Linked DNA regions of Pan troglodytes: region 2 is linked to region 1. Evidence: chromatin contacts called from public Hi-C data. All regions are on one chromosome and are shown on one strand. The core of a region is the stretch at or near the end of the contact, and the rest is flanking DNA. Distances in the headings are between cores, read along the strand shown. Region 1 holds the start of LMCD1 (LIM and cysteine rich domains 1). Region 2 overlaps LMCD1 (LIM and cysteine rich domains 1).

The links. Hi-C and Micro-C count contacts between places; a contact is called where the count stands out from the background.
Region 2: a Hi-C map of stem cell-derived neural progenitor cells shows a contact between it and region 1, with 1.5 times the contacts expected there. The contact joins the enhancer-like site here to the promoter of LMCD1 in region 1. A contact is called at or near these places in 1 of 7 Hi-C or Micro-C datasets (stem cell-derived neural progenitor cells) and 1 of 1 other capture datasets (stem cell-derived neural stem cells).

The regions. Positions count from the first base shown.
Region 1 is chr2:12,533,010-12,535,990 of NHGRI_mPanTro3-v2.0_pri, reverse strand. LMCD1 (LIM and cysteine rich domains 1) reads right to left here and starts at 1,564. Exons shown (of 6, transcript XM_516253.8): 1 at 1,363-1,564. The coding sequence starts at 1,404.
Region 2 is chr2:12,586,760-12,589,740 of NHGRI_mPanTro3-v2.0_pri, reverse strand. The region is part of intron 4 of LMCD1 (LIM and cysteine rich domains 1); the gene reads right to left. Among named protein-coding and RNA genes, the nearest start is that of LMCD1, 54 kb to the right of the region's middle. Within about 2 kb of position 1,485, at least 4 of the 24 cell types and tissues checked have an H3K27ac peak or open chromatin away from gene starts, as enhancers often do. A contact at or near this core is called in stem cell-derived neural progenitor cells and stem cell-derived neural stem cells, where this site is marked.

The DNA.
Region 1 (2,981 bases), core at 315-2,814:
TTCTGTAGGAGGGGAAATGACTTGATTCTGCAAATAGCTTGGCAAATGCAGTGAGGCATGATACATTCCAGACAAATGCCCAGATTCAATGTGACTTGGTACCCACATTTAGAAGGATCCACTGGACTCTGTGACAGGGTCTGGGCAGGTTGTCTGCAGAAGAGCACAGCTACAAATTAGATAGTGCATGCTGTGCCTCTGAGTGGCTGTTTGTGTCTTTAGTTTGATTCTCACGTCTTTTGTTTTTCCCCCTCTCATTCTACCCTGCAGGTTAATGGCAGATGTTTAAGGAAGACTTTGCCCTGCAAGACTAAACCCTGTGAAATCAGAGTTTAACAATGACTGCTTTGGGAAATTAACTCACAGTGTCAATAACCCTGCTACCACTGCCATGAGGCAGGTTAGGCCTATCCTCCCCACATCAGAGACAAGGAAACTGAGGCTCAGAAAAGTGACCTGGTGAATAACGTGCAGTTAAAAAGTGACAGGGACTGAGTCTGGATGCCTAGGGCTTGCCTTACAGTCAGCTGCCTGTTAGAACCAACTCTCTGTGACCCCGGGCCTCAGTTTCCCGATCTGTAAAGCCTAGGTTGTCTCTCTGTTCCCTTCCCGTTCACATGTTCTCTAAGTCTCCAGCCTGTGCCTTCTCCCAGCTGCATTCAGGTAGGCAACAAGTAGTATTGGAGCTATAGGCACAGCCGCAGGCTCCTGTGCAGGAGTTTACCCGTGACCTTCTGGGCTCCGGGCTAGCCCTTCTTGTAAGGGAAACGTGCAGACCCTGGGGACAGAAATCAGTTCCCTTATGCTGGAACTGCTGCCACTGCCAACATCACCATCTAAAGAAACTGTGTGTGTGTGTGTGTGTGTGTGTGTGTGTGTGTGTATTGGGGGAAACACACAAAACACTGGGATAATAGCACAAGGGAGACTGTGAGTAAATATTACATGCTCTCAACCCTTACTTCAGCCACCTGAGGACAGGGAGTGAGGAAGCTAGGGGTTTTTCCTTTACAGACCATAAGATTTCATATATATATATAATATATAATATATATATTTTATAGATATAATATATTTTATATACATTTTATATATATTGTATATATATATAAAACCTTAATTAAATTTTAACTAGCATCACCAAAGACATAAGACCCTTCGCAAATATTTCACACAACATTGGGTTTGGGGTGTGTGTGCCTGTTAGCTCAAACATGTATTCCCAACTATTTGTTTTCCATGCAGTTTTGGAATTTAAAGAGTTCCCTTCTCATTACCTTTTGGGAAGTTTCCGCGAACAGATGGGAAGGGGAAACAAGAAAAAGTAAGAATCTGGGTAAATACAAACAGCTTTCCACTCACCTTTTTAACTCCCGGGTTGAGGTCCTTAGCCACCTTTGCCATCCTCTTCTGGGGTGGTGGAACAGCGCCTGGCTTCTCAGGCAGAGGCGCGAGGGCGCGCAGCGGGGACAGCGGCGGCTGAATGGCCAAGTTCGCGGGCCTGGGAGGGAGCTCTGTGCGCAGCCAGGCGCAGCTGGGCCGCTTTAATTGGAGAGCGGGACTCCCTCTAAAACCTCGCCAGCCACTCCGCGCCGGCGCTCGCGCGAGGCCAGCCAATCCCAGCGCGAGGCTGTCCCCCTCCCTCAGGGAGGTCTCTGCACTGTGGCAGCGAGCGGAGCAGAGCGCAGGCTGCCCTGACGTCAGCATGGCCGCGGCGCCTGACTACCCAGCTCGCTTCTATCCCTCGAGCGGCAGGAATCCGTCCCCACGCCCTTTTCCTTTAAAGGGCAACGGGCCGAAGGTGGGGCGGGCGGCGCGGCTCCCGCGATCCATTCAGGTCAAAAGGGAGAGTGATCAAACAGGAGAGCCGAGGTATTTTTAGTGAGCTGGATCCAGAAATAAATGCTGAGCTGTGCTCCCCTTCCCACCCTTTCTGCCTGGTCGTAGGGGGCGCGGGGAGGGCTGAGGGAGGAGGGGTTTTGCAGGAGCTGGCTAACTTTTCCCAAACCTGGGCGAGTTCTCCAATATCCAGAGAGGAGAAAAGATTCCAGCGAGTTATGATTTTTTTAAACTTAACGTTTGTAAAGTATTAAACTGCTTTCTTATAACTTGCTTTAACATAAATCCTTCCTATTCCATGAGCAAGAAATCACTGTCCTGATCTTAGAGATGCTCCTATGGACATACTGTCTTGTTGTATGCTCATATTATCTCAGATATTATTATGATGATGACTGTAAGACGATAGATGAGGAAATAATCAGAATAACTGGTCCACAGCTGAATTATTGAGCAAGGCTTTAACCTGAGAGACTGAGAGTAATAGAGAGAAAGCTCATGGGGGCGTGGCGGGGGGGGGGAGGGGGGCGGGGGGGGGAGGGGGGCGGCGGGCACAGGATTGTAAACTATAAACTAGGAAGTTAGTAATTTTTAGATAAATGGGGTCATGCAGGCCTGGACAAACAAGATTCCATCTGAGTTCACAAATCCATGGAATGTGGAGTCCTTGCAACACATAACATAACTACTCTTACAAGACAGAATTGGCCAGGTTCCTCTCTCTATGCCACGTTGTTTGCCTATAAAGCCACATCTCTCTGCTGAGCCGGTTCCACAGACTTGGATTCCCAGAGGCATTTCCCCCCTGCCCTGACTGAGGATTAAACACAAGCCCTTTTTATCCTGGAGAGAATACTGCTGTCTCTGTTGTGAGGTGTTCGGCCTGTAACCCGTCTTTGCAGTGCCCCCTGCCAGAAAAACCAGGGTCCTGTGGGCTAAAATAAAACTCGGTTGCACAGAGACTGAAGAGTGGTCCCGAAGTACACCACTCGGGAGGGATTTGGGGAGAAGGGGAGGCTGCAGTTCCCATTGTGGGGCTGTCTCTTGCTGGAGGCTTTTTCCTCTTGAAAGCCTCCTCCAGTTTAGTTCTTATCATCATCTCCAGTCGTCCCAAATCTCGGCCAGGGATCCTGAATTGTGAC
Region 2 (2,981 bases), core at 236-2,735, 54 kb before region 1:
CTGACCCCTTCACCTTACATTCCTTCTTGGGGCAGATTATCCATTATGGGGCTCTCTGCCAAGCAAGGCAAAATATTAAACATTTCTAACTGAATCTCCCTCCCTGGTTATGTGATGAAGTGAGGGAGATGGAAAGGCTTCATAAATGCTACACGTGTAAGAGAACATCAGTGTGGGTTGTTCTCAAATCCAGCTCTGACAAGCATGGGCCCAAGGACTGGCTCCTTGCAAAAGGATGCTGCTTGGTCCACAGCTGAGCAGGGACAGAGTCTCAGATGTGTTCATTCCAATTGCAACGGCCTTGCCCGGGGCTTAGAACTGCATGGGTGCTCCAGAGATGGGAACACCTGTTAATTAGAGTCTGTGTCAGGTTTGGAGTGAGGCAGGTCTGGATCCTAGTTCTGGATTAACTACTCACCATCTAGGTGACTAGACAATTTCCTCAGCTTTGTTTTTTGAAATTTTTGTTTTTGTCTGTGATCCACAGTAGCAAATACATTACACGTCCTGATCCAACACACACACACATACACACACACACTCCTGAAAAAAAAAAGCTTCCTGGAAAAATATTTACTACTCCTGAAACACTCTTCCCTTTTCAGTTAAAAAAAATTCTGGTTGTAGTCCACTAAATTGATGTATTACCCACTGACGGATTGTGACCTGAAGTTTGAAAACACTGTTTAACTTTGCTAAGAGTGTCTTTTAATTCCCTTGTTTGTAAAAAGGAGGATGATACACTTTGTAGGATAATTCTTAGGATTAAGTAAAATAACATGCAAAATCTCTGGCACAGTGCCTGGCATAACCTAGGTAGTCAATGAATGGGAGATGACAGCATCATCATCATCGTCATCATTTAGCTCATATTAGCAAAACAAAATTGAGTAAAACCAAAGAGATTAATAAAAAGCTAAAACTATTCTTTATGATTCTTCCAGTTCAGGGGTCAGCAAACTGCGTCCATCTGTGGGCCAAATCTAGCCCACCACCTGTTTATGTAAATACAGTTTGATTGGAACACAGCCAGGGTCATCTGTTTAGATATTGCCTATGGCAGCTTTAGTGCTTCAAGAGCTGTGTTAATTAGTCGTGACAGAGACCATGTGGCCTGAAAAACCTTCAATATTCACTATATGCCCTGTACAGAAAAAGTTTACCAATCCCTGTTTTAATCAATGGAATAATATGCAGCCCACTCAAAAAAAAAAAAAAAAAAAAAAAAAAAAGCTAGTGAAGGCCATGTGGCAACATGGAAAAGTATTTATAGTATAAAAAGTGGGAGAAAGGGAAGTTTCTTTGGAAGAAAAAAAAGATCTCCCTGAAAGTCACCAAAGTATCTCCATTGCAAAGCAAGAGGCAGGCAGATGCCGAGAAGCTGGTAACCATAGTGATTTTGCGGCTGCCCCCAGGCTCCGGCCCATGGTGCCTGAGCCAGGGGTGGCGGGACTGTGGGGAGCAGGGATTCCTCTGGGTGAATGACCCCAGATTTGTCTCTGGGCCTCTTACCCTCCTGTCCTCCAGCTCAGATGGGGCTCACTAAGTGGGGAGGAGTGGCAGTTTCAAATTCCCAAGTGGGGCTGGCAGGAAAGCCAGCCAGCCTGCCTGCCGAGCCCACAAGCCAAACATCTGCTTAGACAAAGACTTGGAAGTCCCTTGCCCACAAATATGTCCTTCTATTGGGGCTGGAGTTGGGCTGAGCCGCCAGCTGCTGTAAGTTTCCATCTGAAAGGCAGACCTTTGGCGGGGGGGAGGGAGGGGACGGAGGCCTCCCGTCCCCCTCTCAGCATTCTTGTGGGGAAATGGGGCAGAGGGGTCAGACTGTGCTCCCAGGATCCTGGAGGATGATTTCGGACCATATTCACACATTTTTATGACTGTGGGGAACATCTTCACTTCTCTCAATGGACTGTCCTCCTCTTAAGTTTGCTCTTTTGGGGCAGTCACTTGGCCTGAGGAAGGAGTGGTTGGGGAAGGGGCAAGACGGGGAGGCGCCCGGCAGGAATGGTAAATGCTAAAGAGTAGAGATCACATTAAAGGCTATGCTCTGGCTTTCTTTCCCCTTTCTTCAGTTACAAGTTCGGGGTGTGGAGAAAGGCGGAAATTCCTGGGCAAAATAACCATGCCCGGGAAATCTGTGTATTTAATTTCTGAGAAAATATTCAGCGAGCTCTCTAAACGCAAGGCAATGGCTTGGTGGAGCTGCTAACAGTCAGAACATGAAGATCATTGCCCACCCAGCTCAGGGGCCCATCAGTTCCATCCAGGTGGGGAGCGCAGGGCTTGGAGAGTGCGCGAGGGGCTCCCACCAGCCTGGTGTGAATGGGTCCAGGTTGCTGGAGTCGGCAGCTCCCTGGCCATGGAGATCTCTGATACTCAAAAGGCCCACAAGAACCCACAGTGGGTGGAACTGGGGGTGGACATGGGAATCCTTTCATTGTTCTCAGTACGCAGATAAGAGGCTCCCAAATGCTCAGTGGGCTGAGCTGCAAGTTACCCCATACACTGCTGCCCACCCTGGAGAACCTAAACACTCACGTATATATCCCCTGGCATGGTCGGACCCACCCTGCCCAGGCCCCACCCCAACACGGCTTCAGACTTCACTCTGCCAGTGAAGCAGAAGGACTGGGGATTGAACCGAAGCCCCACTGTCATCAGCACGTGGGGTAACCTCACTGTGCCCCAGCTTCCTCATCTGCGAAATGGGTATCACAACCCCAACCTCTCTCACTGGTTGTTACAAAGAGTTAAAGAGGTTTATTACTTGGGAGGTTGAGGCAGGAGGATGGTTTGAACCCGGGAGTTTGTGGCTGCAGTGAGCTATGATCCTGCCACGGCACTCCAGCCTGGGTGAGAGAGTGAGAGCCGTGTATCTAAAAAAATAAAAATAAAGAGATTGAGACCTTGCACAGTGCCTGCTGCAGCCTCACAGTTTCCCCTTTCTTCCCTTGATTCTCATCTTTTCTTCTTTCCTA